2 separate regions of the Mus musculus genome follow, and region 1 is linked to region 2. A link is a contact called in public HiChIP or PLAC-seq data. All regions are on one chromosome and are shown on one strand. The core of a region is the stretch at or near the end of the contact, and the rest is flanking DNA. Distances in the headings are between cores, read along the strand shown.

Evidence for each region. HiChIP or PLAC-seq counts read pairs in DNA pulled down with a chosen protein or histone mark.
Region 1: an H3K27ac HiChIP or PLAC-seq map of hepatocytes shows a contact between it and region 2, with 4 times the contacts expected there. The contact joins two enhancer-like sites. A contact is called at or near these places in 6 of 484 Hi-C or Micro-C datasets (the 3T3-L1 cell line, the C3H10T1/2 cell line, brown adipocytes and 3 more) and 1 of 115 datasets of contacts at active chromatin or transcription factors (hepatocytes).

Annotation. Positions count from the first base shown.
Region 1 is chr5:90,875,615-90,878,610 of GRCm38.p6, reverse strand. No RefSeq gene overlaps it. Among named protein-coding and RNA genes, the nearest start is that of Cxcl1, 14 kb to the left of the region's middle. Within about 2 kb of position 1,285, at least 122 of the 459 cell types and tissues checked have an H3K27ac peak or open chromatin away from gene starts, as enhancers often do. A contact at or near this core is called in hepatocytes and tail fibroblasts, where this site is marked.
Region 2 is chr5:90,587,300-90,590,448 of GRCm38.p6, reverse strand. The region is part of intron 12 of Albfm1 (albumin superfamily member 1); the gene reads right to left. Among named protein-coding and RNA genes, the nearest start is that of Gm42109, 3.9 kb to the right of the region's middle. Within about 2 kb of position 1,323, at least 48 of the 459 cell types and tissues checked have an H3K27ac peak or open chromatin away from gene starts, as enhancers often do. A contact at or near this core is called in hepatocytes and tail fibroblasts, where this site is marked.

The sequences.
Region 1 (2,996 bases), core at 36-2,535, 290 kb before region 2:
CAGGGCTACAGAGAAACCCTATCTTGAAAAAAAAAAAACCCAATAAATAAATAAATAAATAAATAAATAAGTAAATAAATAAATAAATAAAAACTACTTTCAACTTATTTCAATTCTTTTTAATATAAGATAGACCACAGTAGAAACCTCGTTAATGGTTTAAGAATAATACTTTAAGTAGATCTAAGAGTACCAAAAATCATTATTTTTTTAAGTGTAAAAATGTGTCCAAATTTCTGTGGCACTTTGATTATAGCTTATTAATTGAGTTGTTATGTTAACTGTTATTACTATATTGGTTAAACACTGAGTTAAGTCTTTCCAATTATCCTTGACTCCTTGTTCTTCTTCTCTGAATTTCTTCTCCTGTTTGTTTTTGCACATTAGGGCATGGAAATAAAGAGTCAACATCAAGGTCACACAGAGATATAGAGAAGGGATCAGAGCCAGTTGGGACCAGGCCACCCTTCACGTCCAGGCCACACTGTCCTTTGAGTCCATGTGAGGAACAAAGATCATTCATGGTACATAGAGGAGTTTACAGTGGATTAATGTGTGCATGAAACTTTTCAGAAGTTTAAAACTGCAAAATGTTTTAAAAGTTTGACAGAGAGAAGTTTCATGAAGCCCAAAGGGCATAATGCCCTTTGGGATCATCCTAAAAGGAAGAATGCAAATTTCAGTTTAAAACTGAGCACAGAAAGAAACATTTATCTTAAACAACAAAATAACACATTACAAATTTAGAAAGTTGAGAAAATAGCAGGAATATAAACTGCATTGAAAATAGTGTCTCTTTATTATTTAGCCATTGTTTTGTTGTTGCTATTGTTGCTTTGTTTTGTTTCCATCCTGTCTAGAGGTGAAAGATGTTTGAGTTCCTGCTTAAATTTTCTGCTTAAGTCTGTACCCTCACTCCTCTCAGTGATGAACCCTATCACCTTTAAGCTGAAATAATGCCTTTTCTACCCTACATTGCTATTGGTCAGTGTTTTATCACAGTAACAGAGATGACACTAGAACACAACTTCATATACAGAGTTTTCTGTCTTACAGGTGCATGATCTACAAACAGTGAAGTCTTGGTAGATTCTATGTAACATGCTCCAATTCCAGTCAAGCATGATCATTCCAAACACATACCAAAAAATGCATGAAGATGAACAATTGAAGACATTGATTATATTGAACACATTTTGAGATGATTCCTTTAGTGTAGGACTGAAACAGGCTTACCTATCTGCATACAACTCTACACCCTACTAATAGGAAGACTATCTTCTAGCTATCTGCACTTTGACCTTATTTCTCCACAGCTGTGCCATGCTAGCCTGGATGATTCAGACACAGTCTGACTTCTGCATCAGGAAGCTGAAAATATATGTATAGTGAACAAAAAGGCATTTACAAAAGGTATTCTCACTAGGAAGGCTAATACACTAGAGACATCCAGAATGTGACCGTGAACCAATAAATATCACTAAACATATGCTAAATTTGACTCCTTAGCTGGAGTTCAAAAGTGCTTACAGCTGTACCAGCGTCACACAACACCAGAAGAGCCAAGAGAGGAAGTGGCGGTAAAAGGAAGAGAACACAGTTCTAATCAGCTTCATTGAAACATAGGACGTCAGCATATTTTTTAAAACTAAATGACATACATTCCTGGGACCCTTTCCATAGCTTTGGCAAAAGCTTGCCCTGCCAAGGGGTTGAGCTTCTTTGTGGTCATGCACCTATTACTGTCTTGAAGTTCTGATCTGCTTGATTGAACGTGGTTGCTTAAATTCTGTAAAACTGTTCACCCTCATGTTTAGATTAGGAACCGACCCTAGTAACTAGTAACTGCGATGAAGGTCAGAGTAGTGAATCAGAACTATGTCACCACAGTGCGCTTAACTAATGCTTTCCAATAGCTTATGCTAAAAGAGGTAGTTTTTTTTTTCTTGGCACTAATCTGGAATCTTGATCCAGTCATAGAAATTTCCATCTGTCTTTTTAATCCTTGCCCAAACCAGTCAGCTCTACAAAAACTTTTGTATGTTCAGTATGGATCTGGCATGTTTAGGAGCTAAATATCTTTTATGCCTTTGCCTGAAACAGCCTAAAGTCTGCTCTATTAAAATGTGCAGGTTGAGTTTGAGTTTATTAAGTTTGTGGGCTGAATATCTTAAATATCCCCCGTGCCTTCTTTTGTAGCTCCTTGAGGCAGCTTCTCCTGGGAATTATCCTGGTTTATCTGCAGAGTAGCAGTGCCCTGTTTCACAGATAGAGGCATCTGTGATGGAAATGCTTGGGAAAGGGTATTTTAAAGGGAGATTTTTAAATCCTTGGGAAATCCCATGTGTGGACAGAGCTTCCTCGCTGTGTCCATTAAGTATGCCTTCAGGAATCTGTGACTCACGGGCTAGGCATGTTGAGGTTAGAGCTGAACCAAGAGAAGGAACTCTTGGCTGCTGAGCCAGAGTGACAATGAAAGACTGTTCAGCGTAGTTTTCTCAGATCTTCTTTATAATTCTAGAGGAATGGGATTCACTTTCAGCTCTTGTTGTTAAAGAGAGAAACTCCAAGTAGTCTTATAAGAGTAGAATAGTAGTCTGAGCAGGGCCTCGTAGGCTGGGAAGAATGGAACTTGCTCTTTACCCGTATGAGGGAACACAGGGGGAATGAGAAAAGGGATTCTCAGAAAGTAGGCAGTTTCTCTTTCAGGATACTAGTAGATGTATGGGTTCTATCACACCCAGAAGTGAAAGGTCCACCTCAGGGGTTCTCAACTTGTGAGTTATGACCCTTTCGGGGGACCAAACAACCCTTTCACAGTAATCGCCTACAACCATTAGAAAACACATACTTATATCACTATTCATAGCAGTAGCAAAATTACAGTTATGAAGTAGCAATGTAAATAATTTTATGGTTGGTGTCACTACAACACGGGGAACTGTATTTAGAGTCATAGCATTAAGACTGAGAACCACTGGTCTATACCATATAGA
Region 2 (3,149 bases), core at 74-2,573:
AGCCCTGGCTGTCCTGAAACTCGCTCTGTAGACCAGGCTGGCCTCGAACTCAGAAATCTGCCTGTCTCTGCCTCCCAAGTGCTGGGATTAAAGGTATGCACCACCACTGCCCGGCTCTCAATATTTTTTTTAAATCAGAATATAATATAACATAATCTTTCTTGCCAACTGTTCTGTCCATATTCAGCCTTCATTCTTAAGTAGACCTAACCGGAGTCCGTCTCCAATGAAGACAGCGTGTTTGTGTCTCTGTGCCATTTAATCTACATAATGTGGGTATATAATCCAACCAGTTTATACCACCTTTGAATGATAACTATCAGATTCTAACAAATTGACTATTCGGAGTAAGGAGCACAGAATTCTTCCCATTGCAGTTGGGTCAGCACACACACACACACACACACACACACACACACACACTCCTACTAAAGCAATTGCTTGTGGCACTGAAGTATCTGGGCCACGTACCAGGAGATGAGTCTAACCTGAGTCCCAGGCCACAGAAACAGACATACATGTGAGTGTATTTGTCAGAGAATCTGAAGCTCGTGGGAGCAGCAGGACTAGCCTGTCAGGCAGGTCCAGAGAGCCTCCTGTCTCTGCCTCTGTTGTTGCAGGTGTTTGAAGCTTCACTTAGGTTCTGTAGGTGTGCTGAAGGTGAAACTCGGGTCTCATGCTTCTACCGTAAGCACGTTAGCCCCACCCCCAGCCGTCTCTCCAGACCTAGAACTGGCTCGTCCTATAGTTGGAAATGTATACACGTTGACAAGCATTTCCTTATTTCTCTTACTCTAGTGTTACTTGGAAAACTTCAGATCATGAACCCTGGCAACCTACACCACAGGACTTCTCTGTTTCTAAGCATGATGGAGGTGGTGATGGCGATGATGGCGATGATGGGGATGATGGGGATGGTGGCGATGATGGTGATGGTGGTGGTGGTGATGGTTGTGGTGTTGATAATGGTGACGGTGGTGATGGTAGGTCCACCTGCACCCATTTTTAACTATGTTCTTCCATCAGAATCCCCTTCCCTCCTGACACCCACACGAAAAGGGTACCTCACCCCAGCTCTCTTACATATACAGGGACGGTCTTGACTATCCTAATGAAGTCTTCAGTTATAATGAAGCTTCCTCACGTACACTCCCCTCTCTCTTCTGACTCACAACTGCGAGTTCCCAAACACCTCCTCACACCTCTCAAGGGCTCTAGTCTCATCTCTGGAAATAGCTTTTTCTCCTCGCTCCAGGCTTGCTTTCCGCCGGCCCGGCAGCTAGTTCATGGATGCAGTTCTCAGAATGGCCAATAGAGGGAGGAAGAGCACAAGAGCTGAGGATGGAAGTTCACCCCGAAACAAGAAGAAATGGCCTTCCCTATGGATGATGGGCGAGAATGGGTCTCCCATCGCCCGAATTCAGGACATCTGGAAATGAGGTTCAGAACGAGAACCTCGGGGAGTCGTTACTTCTGACCACTCCGAACACAAAAGCTGCCGTTTCTGTAAGGGCGATGGGCGTGGGAGGGCTCTACTGGCTCGAAGCAGAGCTCACCCCCACTGAGGTCACACCCAGGGGTTCCTTTCGAAGCTGTTTACCTCTTCTGTCCTCTCTGCTCCTCAACCCCAGTCTCTCCCAGGCAGCCTCTGCTCCACTTGTATTCTCAATATTTCAGTTTTTTAGTTTACCTTTACATTTTTTATGTCCAATTTTGACCCTAATTACTACCAATTTGTTTCCAGGTTTTTGTTTCCACAGTTTTCAATTTTCACTAAATTATCTATCATTTCCTTTAAAGCAAATCCTTCTATTTATATGCTATTTAAAATTAACTTTCACATTAGTTTTCATACTTGCTTTCAAATAGTTTCTTCGACGGTCTAGTATCTAGTTTCTTTTTCTTTTACTAAGTACTAGGGAGTAAAGACAAGCCTTACTCGTGCTTGGGATGAACATATACTGTATACTGCGCATATACACTGAGCTATATCCCCAGACCTTTTAAAAATAATTTTTCAGATTTAGAGACAGCCTCACTACATATGTAAGTCAGACTGGCCTCACTCACTGTGTAGCCCAGGCTTGCCCAGAACTCTGCAGTCCCTCTGAATAGTTAGGACTCCAGGTTCCTTCCAGCAGGCCCAGCTTCTATTTCCTGTTAACCTGTTACTCTTCAGTTTTCCTATGCCCTCAGCTTCTGCTTCCTGCCCCTGTTTCGTGGTCTCAGAGTGAGACCTGCTTTCTCATCCCCTCGTTTCTTCATAACTAGAACGGTGCAATGATGTTACCTGCCTCGGAGACTTGCAGTGAGGATTTGATGAAGTAATAACACAGTGCTACCTAGCTGTGTCTCTTCTTCAAGGAGCAGCAAACCTTGCTTTCTAGAGTAGAAATTAACTTCTTTCTTGTATTCTCACATGGAGCCTGGGCTAATTGTCACTAAGTTACAGTAGCCTTTAGCAGAAAGATACAGTATTTAGCTTATGCTGTTTAGTGTAAATGCTATAGGCATAGATACATTTCTGTGGTCATATGCAAGTCTGCAAAGTGTTGCTCATCTCCGTTCTCTACTTTCCCTGGACTTTCAACTACAAACTAAGAATGTAACTAACAGCTTTACCTGATCGTCACATAACCATCAAGTAGAAAGAATGTGTCCATTCTTATTATAAGAGGAAGAAAAGGGAGGAGGAATGGATATATATATGCACATATTATATATTATATGCTATATTATATATTATATGTTGTGTTAATATTCTATATTATATATGCTATGTGTTGTGTTATAGGTTATAACATGCTATATATTACATATCATATGTTGTATATTATATATTATGTGTTATATACACACATATATGTTGGGGATTGGTCTGGTGCTATGTATGTAAATGTATGAATGCTAAATACTGACTCCCAAGATCTACTTGCCCTCACATGAGTCAATTCCCACATACACCAGCCTTTGTTGTATAAAGCTTGCTCTCCAATTTAAAGCTATTGGTCAAATAAAAGTGGCTATAGCTAATTACTAGGGAGAACAGAGGGAGTGGGAATTTCAGTTACTGGGCTGGACTAGGGGTAGCAGGCAGGGACCATAAGGAGAAAAGGAAAGAGGAGGAGGAGGGGGAGGAGGAGGAGGAG